4 separate regions of the Zea mays genome follow, and all the other regions are linked to region 3. A link is a contact called in public Hi-C data. All regions are on one chromosome and are shown on one strand. Each heading gives the region's core, a stretch centred on a gene start, on an enhancer-like site or on the middle of the called end of the contact. The rest is flanking DNA. Distances are from core to core; before and after follow the strand shown.

Region 1 (2,948 bases), core at 243-2,742, 340 kb after region 3:
ATTTTCAGGTGGCAGAAGGTACGAACCTGAAACTAGAACAGAGCTTGCCCGATTTTACCAATCCTAAAATAAATTAGAGCCGGCACTCATCATTGACAATAAGGGCAAAAGGCTGAGGAATGGGTAAGGACCCTCTGATTAACACTGCTTATTGGTGGAATGCAGGATTGAGGTGTCATGATCCAGTCGTCCACCTAACATCCAACTATTAACGCACCACGACCAAGCTTGCAACTGAAGAACTAAAGGGAGGCAGAAATAAAGCGGGCACAATCATTTCGCATGATCTTTTTGCCTGTAGAGAAACCTTTTCTTTTTTCGAAAAAAAACAGTTCCAGGTCATGTTATGTTATGTTATGTTAGGGATGGAAAAGGTTAAGGTGGGTGAGCTAAAGTCTGCATCAAGTAGTACAGTATTAAGCAAGCCCTGAATCTCACGCTACGTCCGAAAAAATAGTAAATAAAGGGGGAAAAAAAGCACGGCACGCCGCACGCATCACACAGTTGGTAATGGTAACACACCGGCCGCGCAGGCTGGTGAGCAGACGATACGGGAGCAACAAGAGCAAATCGGGTAGGCACGCGGGATGGTTCAAACAGAATCCTGGCGGCGATTACTCGCCCTCAGAGTCATGAATTGACTGAACCGTGGAGTTGGAGTTGGAGGAAGACGAGTCAGCGAGAACAGAACGGAAAGTTCAGAAGAAGCAACGCAAGATTCAGAGATTCAGCTATCATCTATTCGTCTATTTCATACCCTTTCACCGGTTACAGCTTCGCCTTTTGTACACCGGCGACGCCCTGACCCCACCGAACAGGCTAACGCTCCTGGTCCTGGCTAATCTCCAGGTGGGCGCAGCTGCTTCCCAACCGACAACACCCGAATCCGTTTAGCCACGAAGGAGCCGTTTGGAAGGCCGAAACGGTTCCGAATGTGAATTCACAGTGGTTCAAATTCCGTTAGGCAAATGATCTAGTGACTCCGATTCGCTATCCGGAACATTTCCGCAAGAATTTGGATCCCTACCAAACGAGGCCTATCCGAATGTGAATTTGGATCCCCGTCAAGGATAGTGAGCGATGCGAGGGAGGGGACACGGGGCTCACCAGTACTGGCACCAGAAGCGCAGCATGCGGGCGTCGTTGGGGCGCGCCTCGACCGTCTTGAAGCACTCGAACGCCGGCATGGCGTAGCCGAACAGGAGCCTGCACGCAGGCGACCGACGCGCGTCGGTTCCGGAATCAGCACGCCGCACGCGTCGCCAAAGTACGTACGTATGGCGAGAACCAAAACACCGCCGGCAGGGGGGGGAGCTTACAGGAGGATCCTGGAGAGGAGGTCGCCCAACATGTCGCCCGGCCCGGTCGGAGGTCCCCCGCCCTCGGTTCCTCCGAACCCAGAGCCCTGCGGGTTGCGGGGCGGGAATGGGGAAGTCGTCGGTCGATCAGTCGCGTGGGTGGCGGAATGCGGGCTGAGGCGTGCTGGGGTGAGTTGAGGAGGGAGGAGGCGGAGGAGGAGGAGGAGAAGCGGTTGCGTTGGCTTTTTAGCGAGGAGGGAAGGGAAGGAGAAGACGGCTGCGGTGCGACTGCGACCGAACTGGCGGCGAGATTTCAATCGAGGGGGGCGCTGGCGCAGGCAGTTGCAGTTGCCCAGTGGGGTTGGAGACCGTTTCAGCGGCGTGCCGCCCAGCCGCCCCAGCCCAGGTGGAAGAAAATTGCGTGCGCGCCTCGCGCACCAGGGACGGCGTGCGCACCCCCGCACATCGACGTCCGTTCGCGATCGGACCACCGGCCTCCCACGCTTGAGTTTCTGGCGCATCGACGCGCTTCCGCTCGGCTTGACCTCGGCTCCCAACCGTTCCGCTGCAGCGCGCGGCTCCGTTTCTGGCTCAGCAGCCGTCGCTGCTCCGTTTCTGGCTCAGCAGCTCGGCTTTTGCAGTTTCCCGAGCGATTCAGTTTCGTCAGAACACTCCGAAACAGTGACAAAGTTCCAACTTTGGGCTTCGATTAGAATTAGTAACCATCTTTTACTATTCCAACCAATTGAACCATGTTAAACCTTGACTTCCAGACCTTATTTATCATCAACAAAACCTGCTGCCCTACAAAGAAAATTGCTCACAAAATAATTGCAAACTTCCCTGAGCATCACTGTGGTCAGGCAGCCTAGACTTAGAATTTTCCTAAGTCTGGCGTCCAGGCTGTCCAGTGCTGACGAAATCACAGCCAAGATAAATTAATGTTGGGAAACCAAATATCCAAAATGATTACTTTCATGACAGCAAAATAAATTCATGTTTACAAAACATTATGGTTCATTTCATGAGAACATGTCTACATAGATTCATCAAAATGTAACTTCCTAACAGCAGCTTGCGTTGTATCATCTTGATCAACTCCCATTAAGAGACTTGTGTACCCTCCTGGTATGTATGGAGGAGCCATTGCAGAAGGATTTGCAAATAAATTGAACTGGGGCATTGTGACATTAGCATATCCACCTTGGACGAAAGGAGCATTCATGGTTGAAGATGCACCAACATTAAAATCCTGTATATAGTACAAGAAAGTGTTCAAAATTCATGGTTGTAATGGAATAAATCGTGAAAATAGCTAATGTCTTACAATTAGGTTTGCATCAGCATGTTCGTCTCTTGTTTCGATATCAACATGTTCCAAACCGTCACCTACAAATGCAATATATATGATAATACAATATTAGAAAAAAAATACACATGAGCAAAAGATATTGAACAGGTCCCTACCTTTCTTCCGGGCACCCTTCTTCTTCTTCCCTGGGTTCTTTTCAAGAACATTTTTAAAACGTGTTTGCTTTGGACCTTTTATGACTGGAGGGATTTTGAATGATATTACACCATTTAGTGGTTGTCGGACACATTCATTTGGAGTAGGGGGAATCTCATTGGATTTTTCATGCATCTCACTTA
Region 2 (2,700 bases), core at 42-2,541, 290 kb after region 3:
GAGCACAAAGTGCGATATTATATCCTTGTTCAAATTCTCTGCTGGATCCTGGTGCCTCATGTGTGTCTTCCACAATTCACTGACCTGAAGTGCAGAACAGAACAAGACATTTCTATTTAAAACAAAAGTTAGAGCAATGCCAGAATGCGATAGAGTCCATAACTAGGGTTGCAAAACCTTCCATGTTTATCTTAATTCAGTATGATTCTGAGGAGAAAGCAACAATTCTAGCTACAAAAAATAGACTAACATCCAAAGGGGCCTAAGTTAGCCACTCTTAATATTCTCTAGCGAAATCAAAACCATACAAAGAGGTTGATCCTTCAAATACATACACAAGACTGAAACCACTGAAACATTCGCCTACTCCTGATGGCAAAACCCAAATTTTAGGCAGAAATATGCTCCAAATATAGTTCCCTCCTGCATCCCCCCAAGGCCCCAAGACCATGAACGGCAAAGGCGATAATCGCTCACCAGTTTCTCCATCTCCTCCGGCCTCTTCCCACGCGAGAGTCCATCCGAAATCCCCTTGAGAACTGCTCGTTACCAGCGCACGCAATGAAACGAGTTAGCAAGATCTGGGAAGTAACGGAAGGAAGCCACGCGGGATCGGGAAGCATTTCTCTCGCCAGGAAGAAGCCGCACCTCGGAGGCGGTCGATGGCGAAGAGCTCGAACTCCTCCAGCCGCACCTCGAGCTGCGGCGCCGCCTTGTAGGTCGGCAGGGCCCCCGCGCCGCCGCCGCCGCCGCCACTGGCTGCGGCGGCGACCTGCCTCTGGGAGCGCACGATCTCCATGCGGCGTTGGAGGCTGCGTGGTCAGCGGATCCTCGCCCGGCCGGTGTCCGGGTCTGTGGACTGTGGATCAGTGCCGCAGGCCGCTGGGGTTGGGGCGCTGGACGCGCAGGGGCGCAGGGGCGCAGGGGCGAGGGGGCGAGGCTGTGGGAGAATCGGAGAAGGACCGAGCACCGTGCGGGACTAGGCCTGGGCGAGGCCGATGCGCCGCCGGCCGCCGCTTCTGACCTTCCGCGCCTCCCGTTCTCCGTGCCCCCAGCCGATGCGCGAGCGAGAGACGAGAGACGGAGCGAGTACCGAGGGAGGTAGGGGAGTGACGAGCCTTGTTGGTGTCTGCCGGAGACTACAGCGCGCGCGGGCCGGTAGGCGGTTGTTGCGGGGATGAGAGTGTTGGGGAGGAAGGGGAAGGGCGGCCGGAGCGAAGACTGGGGCGGTGGGGCTTAGGGGCGCCTTGGCGGGAAAAGCACCTCGTTTTCCCGCCGCGATGCCGCTGGGCCGTAGGCTCTAGGCCTGCTATTGGGGCCGCGAGGATGAAAGTTACCCGTGGGGGCAGTCGTTTGGTGCTCAATTTTTTTATTTGACATGGGAGTTATTTTAGTTCATTGGCGGTGGAGTAAAACATGGTTTTACACTATAAAAATCACTATTTAGAGAGTGAATATTGAAATAGATGAGATATAGCCTACTATTAATGATTTAGAGCGCAGAATAGCATCCCCGTGGTCGTCATCCACACGTGTGATACCGGTACGCGGTACACCACTAGCGTCGGAGACTACATGGCTCGGTCGCGTGGCCGATGGACGGGAAACAATTTGTTGTGAGGAAGTGTGGTGTATGAGAGCGAGTGGTTGATCTAAGCATGAGTCATCTTACCTGACCGATTCAGTCCATACTGAAAAAATTGACTCGATCCAACTAATACAATAATTGGGTATGAACTATAGTTTTTCAATAATCGGGTATGAACTATAGTTTTTTTGCCAATAGCAATCGACAGACAAGTACAAGCCGTGAGACTTAAAAGACGACCCAACCCGATCCAGAGCAAAAAAAAATAACTCAAATGAAAGCTAAAAAAACTCGACTTAACAGGAAAAAACGGACTCAAACTGATCAATAGAGAGACACGGACCAACCTGACCTGTGTCCCTCTATGCACGGACGGGCGCGGGTCGTGCCAAACGGTCCATTGCCTAACCTTAATCCACCAAACTCAATCCGATCTAACATTTGAACAGGTCCAAAGCAGCAGCGAGAGCCAGGAAACTTAACCCATTTTGTCGGGGGGGGCTGCGTGGGTTTGAGCTTGGACTTAGGATTAGCTCACTATTAGGCATACTTGGGCGGTGACGAGGAGAGGTCTAGCTACCGTTAGTTTAGAAACTCAAGTAATTTAGATATCGGATATTTCCATCTCAATCTCACCTTTCCTTTGAGTTTTCAAACAAACCGAAAAGGTGGGATGGGGGATTTGTCCTAAACTGTTGCAGTTGCTTGATGACGCGCAGGACCCAAGAAACGTTAAGGCCGCCGGATGAGTAACCGAGAGAGTGGATGGCGCAGGCAGGCCTTGCCAGGTCGTCCAGGGCGAAAAACATTGCAGATGTTGTGTGCAAGTGACGTACGGGGGGTGTCAGGCGTCAGGTTGACTGGCACGTTCCACTCCCAGCTAGCTGGTCTCAGCCTGTCTACGCGACCTTTATTTTTATGTCCTCGTGCTGTTGTTACTATACTACACCATGCGACATGCGAGTCACGATCGACGTCGATTATCCTGTACGTACATGACATGCGTGCGTGAGTGAGCAATCCGTAGTTGGCGGCACCACACCCTGTCACGTGTCAGTGCCGCGTCAATGGGGCTATCTTATCCGCTTCGTCATCTCTTTGCGCCTACTCCC
Region 3 (2,700 bases), core at 96-2,595:
GCGTGTACCCAGACCCAGAGCACATGCACACACGACCTGGAGATACGGCCCACCACACCAGAGCACGCGAACCACATGCGTACGTACCCAGCTCGCCACGCCGCCACCCTTCCTCTCAGAGAGCCGACGCTACAGGCGCCGTTCCATGCCAGCAGCACTTGGCGTTCAACGCCCATCCATGGCGCGTGCAGGTTCCCCGCGGCGGCGGCGGCGGCGGCTGCCAACTCTGCCTTCCCTATCTCTGCCGCGCGCGCGCGCGCGGGGCGTAGTGAAGACTGGAGAGTGTGTGTGTGGTGCGGCCGGACCGGAAAAGCTAGCGGCACCTGAAAGTGAAAGCAACGAGGAGCCGGCCGGTACTGTCTGTGCGTCGTGGTATAGTAGAGGCGAAGATGGTGAAACTGCTCCCAACCAAACCAACCACACGGAACCAAACCGACGCAAGAAAGAACGGATGGGAACGTTACGCTTTCGACTAGTACTTTACTCGCATCGCAGTCGACCGAACTAACCTTGATTAGTTTCGGGGCCGGCCAGCTGACCGAGCGAGCGAGAGAGAGAGAGATCACAACTAATAAAGCACGCTCGCTGCTGCCCGGGTGCGTCGTCAAGTCTCCTAATCCTAACCGCAGCCAATAATAATGTAGCATGATGTCAGCGGGTCATCATCACTAGTCCTCCCTTCGCTTCGCCTGACGGGACTACGACTCTACCTGCTACGAGACACGGAGAGAGAGTAGAATGCACACAAGAGAAGAGACAGACACGTTGAACTGCAGGCGCGAGGAAAAAAAGCCCCCCCTCGGAACTTCACTGGCAGCCCGCAGCCTATTAAGGGCCTGTTTGTTTACCCCAATGAATTATATAATCTGGATTATTTTTTGGGGATTATATAATCTGGATTATATAATTTGGATTATATAATCTGAGTAGTCCTGTTTGTTTACCCAGATTATCTGGCGTGTTTCTGTTGGGCGGCGGGCTTCTCCGATCCGATAGGCGCAAAAACGATTCGGTATATTATAATGGCAATGGTGGGTAATTTCTAAGAAACTTGAAAGGGTAGTGGGAAGTGGGAAAAAAATAATCTGAAATAAGCACCTCTTCACTTGCTTATGGATTATTATAATCCAAGGGGTTAGATTATATAATCTGGACAAATAAGCTAGACTGTTTGTTCGCCTCTTAGGATTATTTAATCCAGATTATATAATCTGGGGGTAAACAAACAGGCCCTAAAAACTCCCTCCTCCCCTCCAGCTTTATTACGCACCTTCACATAACACTGCAAAAGCACTCCTCTCTTCGTCCTCCCCCTCCCTCCTCCATCCCATTCCATACCATTCCGCCAAAGAAGAACCACAGACGCTCGCTCCCAACTCCCAAGCCAAGCCGGATCCCAAAATCGGCACAGCGCACCCACTCCGCTCAGTCCCTTCGTTCACCCCCATCCATCCAGCCAGCCATGGGCGGCAAGGACTGCGGCAACCACGGCGAGGACGACCTGCGGCGGTCGTGCCGGCGCCTGCTAGCGATCCTCCTAGTCCTGGCCCTGATCGTGGGCGTGATCGCGCTGATCATCTACCTGGTGGTCCGCCCCACGCACCCGCGCTTCTACCTACAGGACGCGTCGCTCCAGCAGCTAGACCTCTCCAACTCCACCACCCCGTCCTCCTCCCTCCTCTCCACGACGCTGCAGGTGACGCTGGCCTCGCGCAACCCGAACGAGCGCGTGGGGGTGTACTACGACCGGCTGGACGTGTACGCGTCGTACAAGTACCAGCAGGTGACGGTGGCCGCGGCGCTGCCGGCCGTGTACCAGGGCCACGGCGACGTGGACGTGTGGTCGCCCGTGCTGTCGGGCCCCGGCGTCCCCTTCGCGCCCTACCTCGCCGACGCGCTCCGCCAGGACTGCCAGGCGGGCTACCTCGTCCTCCAGGTCAAGGTCGACGGCCGCGTGCGGTGGAAGGTCGGCAGCTGGATCTCCGGCCACTACCACCTCTTCGTCACCTGCCCCGCGTTCCTCGTCACCGCCGGCGGCAACGGCGCGCCCGGCGCTTCCGGGTTCAGGTTCCAGACCACCACCTACTGCCACGTCGAGGTTTAAATTAGGAGCGAGAGGAGGGGAAGGAAGCAGAGAGCCAGAGACCATGGTGGCTACCTCTCTAGCTGCTGCTCCACCTCCTGCCGTTGCCTGGTGCGGTAATAACTCTCTCTCTTTCTATCTGTCCGCTGCTGGCGTTACTGCTGCTGCAGTGATGCGGGATGTAAAGGAGGGGTAAAAAAAATTCCTTTCGTTCTAGCCCCTTGTTTTTTTCATCTTCTCCTTCACCTTTCCATATACTACTAGTATGCTCTGTCGACTGTTGTTCAAAGGAAGCTTCCAATTGTCAATAAACATTTTGGATCGGAGGATCAATCGCAATTAACGGCGCAGCCAGCGAAGTGGTCACACGTTGATCTCGGAGCCAGATCGACCGTCTTTGGCGAATGGGTGGGGTATCCCTCGTTCGTTTGACCCTAAAGCTAGACGCAACAAGCGCGTGATCTAGGTAGAGTTTGGAGTTTTGCTTGGGGGCAAGGAGCCAGCAGATCAGATTTGGTGTGGGGGAAGCCGGGAACCCCAAGTAGAAGTACACACACAGCAAGCACATGGGGACTCTCCTTCTCCTGTGGTGATCGTCCTCTACTGCCCATGCCAAA
Region 4 (2,700 bases), core at 152-2,651, 270 kb before region 3:
CTAAAGAGTCTACTGTCTAGTTTGTCCGGGAGCCCTTAAAATCATAGATGCACACCAGGGAAGCCTAGAGCTACCACGAAGAAGTAATTAATGCAATATGTGTTTTTATTTTTTGCAATACATCCCATTATTTACCTATCCCATAACTTCATACTTTCAAACAGTCGCATGGAAATATAACCCGCATGTGAAATCTCCTCCACTCGGAGAGAGGGGATTAGAATGCGAAAGAAAAAAAGATCCTCTCCCTCGTTTTGCTTGCTGTCTCATGTTAACCACGTCAAGTTGCCAAACTAGCTCTACGGAGGAGAAATGACAGGGAGAAAAGAATTTTAAAATAGATAGAGACTTGGATCTGTAGAACATGTCGATTGCTTCTCCGAGGACCCTCCTTGGATTCTCTAAAAGGCGAAAACACCATTCAAAACACTTGGAAACGTAAACGCGGCGAACGAACACGTTAAATCGGTCACACACGAAAAAAAAACACAATAACCGCAACGGTTTTTGTAGCTTTCCAGATTTCTTTCGAAAAAAGGGAAGTAACGCGTGAAGTGACTACTTGGATGTTGTCTAACAGAGACGAAAAATGATGTATACGATGGTTGCCTGTGCTAGACAAAGTTCTGGTACGGCAACCAAATAGTCCCGAACACTCGAGTCGAGTGAGTGCGATATTGCTGGCTATCCAACAAGACCAACATGCTCGACATTTACACTCAAAGCACCTTAACCGGCAAACCATTTCTGTTTACCAATCTCCTCTTCATTCACACACCTCCCAACTTCCTTCTCATTCACACTTTTTCCCATATATACGCTGGATGCTCGAAATGTCGACGACGTGTACGTTGTAGATGTTGTGCTAAATGTTACCGATGCCATTTTTACACTGTGCTATAGTTAGAGCACACCCTCATCTAGCTACGTGGCCCCTTGAGCAATCAGACACTCACAATAATCCACGCGCTAAACACCTATTTACGAACAAGATTCTTCACGGAGCCACCCACCTCTCTCATTTCGCAACGAGCACCGCGTGTTTTAGCCCTCTTCCGAGAGCCCAAATATAGCTGCCGCGCTCAAAATTCATTCACCATGGAACCCATGCCGAACGCAGGAACAGCGAAGTACAAGAAGACCTCGCGGCTGGCAGGCATGGGCCAGATCGGAAACACACACACACTGCGCCAGATCGGAAAAAACAAGAAAACCGCTCCCCCATCTCCGGTTTTACACTAGAGGCGGCGGAAAATCCCCGTCCTGCCCCTCCACGAAACCCACGACACCCGACGACAGCGGCCTCCGCCCGCAGGCCGCAGCCCGTCCGGCCCCACACAGGCCGCCCCCACCTCCTCCCCGCCACGCCTACAAGAACCACCCCCCGCTTTTCCATCTCCAGTTCTCCACCCGCTTCTTTTCCCTCGCTCGCTCGTCCGTCGCCCGCCTGCCTGCCTGCCAGTGCGCGCCCTCTCCCTCCCTCCCTCCCTCATGGCGGACTGCTTCCCGCCCGAGTCGGACGACTTCCACCGCCGCTGGCTGCCGCGGGAGATCCTCGCCGACATTGGCATCGCCGACCCCGAGGCCGTCGGCGCCGAGACCCCGCCCGAGGCCGCCGCCGCCGCCGCCGTGGAGGAGCTCGCGGCTCAGCTCGCCGGCATCCTCGGCGGCGGCGCCAAGGCGTGGCCGCTCGGCCCGCCGCCGACGCCGCCTACGCCCGCGGCTCCGCCCGCCGCCGCGGCGGCCGTTGCCCCGTGCTACGGCGCGAAGGTGAGTGAGTGGTTGTGCTCTAGCTTGTGTTCTCCGCGCGTTTTCTCGGCCTGGGCCGCCTGGCCCTGACACGGACATCTGGTCGCAGGTCTGCGGGCTGCAAGGTAGCGTCGTCGTGTCCTGCGGCGAGACCAATGGCGGCGGCGCCGTGTCTTGGCCGTTCGTGCCGTACCCGCCGCAGCTCCACTGGCAGGTGAGGAAACAACACCAGCCAGGATCCCGCTCGCCGCCGCCACTCCCCCCCTTTGTTGCCTCTTTCTCTGTTTTCGTGCTGGGTGGAGCGCCGTGTTTGGCAGAATGCTCGGCGGTGTTTTTTTGTTTCGTTTTTTTTCCGTTTCTGTTTTGTTTTGGAACCACGCCGCCGCCGCCGCCGCCGCTGATTGTCTGCAAAATGACAGCTGGTGGTAACTATCTCTCGCAATAAAGCGAACCTGTTTCCCCTTTGGAAAGTAATGATCCTTATCATTGGCTTAATAATCATGAACACGCCATACATAGGGTTGGAGTTCATTTTTTGTGCTGAGTGTTGGTGTTCGTGTTAGGCATTTGTGTTGGATGGCTGATGATGCTTACCCCTGCTGCTGCCCTTCCTCGTCGTCGTCGTCGCAGGTCGGGAGCGGCCTGGTGAACCACGGCGGCGTGCTGGACTACCCGGTGCTGCCCCCTGCTGCTCTACCCTGCCACGTCCCGCCGCCCGCCAACCTGCGCGGCGGCACCGGCGTGTTCCTGCCGCGCATCGAGGCGTACCGCTACGCGGCCGCTCCCCCGGCCACCGCCAAAGGTAACGCGAGCACTCGCATTCCCTTTGCCAATCCATGTTTTCCATCGCTCTGTGCCGCGTGGAAGGGATGGACGGACGGATGTCTCCGGTAGACGTCTTGGTTCTTGCAAATGCTCGATCATACTTGGCGACTTGCGGTGCTGTGCTGC

The links. Hi-C and Micro-C count contacts between places; a contact is called where the count stands out from the background.
Region 1: a contact with region 3 is called in a Hi-C map of ear, with 4 times the contacts expected there. The contact joins the promoter of LOC100272804 here to the promoter of LOC100273203 in region 3. A contact is called at or near these places in 5 of 25 Hi-C or Micro-C datasets (bundle sheath, ear, endosperm and 2 more).
Region 2: a Hi-C map of bundle sheath shows a contact between it and region 3, with 3 times the contacts expected there. The contact joins the promoter of LOC100384853 here to the promoter of LOC100273203 in region 3. A contact is called at or near these places in 7 of 25 Hi-C or Micro-C datasets (bundle sheath, ear, endosperm and 3 more).
Region 4: a Hi-C map of bundle sheath shows a contact between it and region 3, with 3 times the contacts expected there. The contact joins the promoter of LOC100278089 here to the promoter of LOC100273203 in region 3. A contact is called at or near these places in 5 of 25 Hi-C or Micro-C datasets (bundle sheath, ear, endosperm and 2 more).

Annotation. Positions count from the first base shown.
Region 1 is chr10:6,199,607-6,202,554 of Zm-B73-REFERENCE-NAM-5.0, reverse strand. It overlaps LOC100272804, which reads right to left and starts at 1,492. Exons shown (of 6, transcript NM_001147257.1): 1 at 1,320-1,492; 2 at 1,108-1,206. The coding sequence starts at 1,351. LOC103640777 (protein FAR1-RELATED SEQUENCE 5-like) reads right to left here. Exons shown (of 5, transcript XM_008664261.4): 3 at 2,766-2,948; 4 at 2,626-2,687; 5 at 2,213-2,550. The coding sequence ends at 2,335.
Region 2 is chr10:6,253,222-6,255,921 of Zm-B73-REFERENCE-NAM-5.0, reverse strand. It overlaps LOC100384853, which reads right to left and starts at 1,291. Exons shown (of 20, transcript NM_001362566.1): 1 at 649-1,291; 2 at 478-539; 3 at 1-84. The coding sequence starts at 799.
Region 3 is chr10:6,542,758-6,545,457 of Zm-B73-REFERENCE-NAM-5.0, reverse strand. LOC100273203 (VAMP protein SEC22) reads left to right here and starts at 1,345. Exons shown (of 1, transcript NM_001147646.1): 1 at 1,345-2,369. The coding sequence starts at 1,463. The coding sequence ends at 2,104.
Region 4 is chr10:6,809,644-6,812,343 of Zm-B73-REFERENCE-NAM-5.0, reverse strand. It overlaps LOC100278089, which reads left to right and starts at 1,401. Exons shown (of 4, transcript NM_001151481.2): 1 at 1,401-1,770; 2 at 1,859-1,963; 3 at 2,380-2,551. The coding sequence starts at 1,492.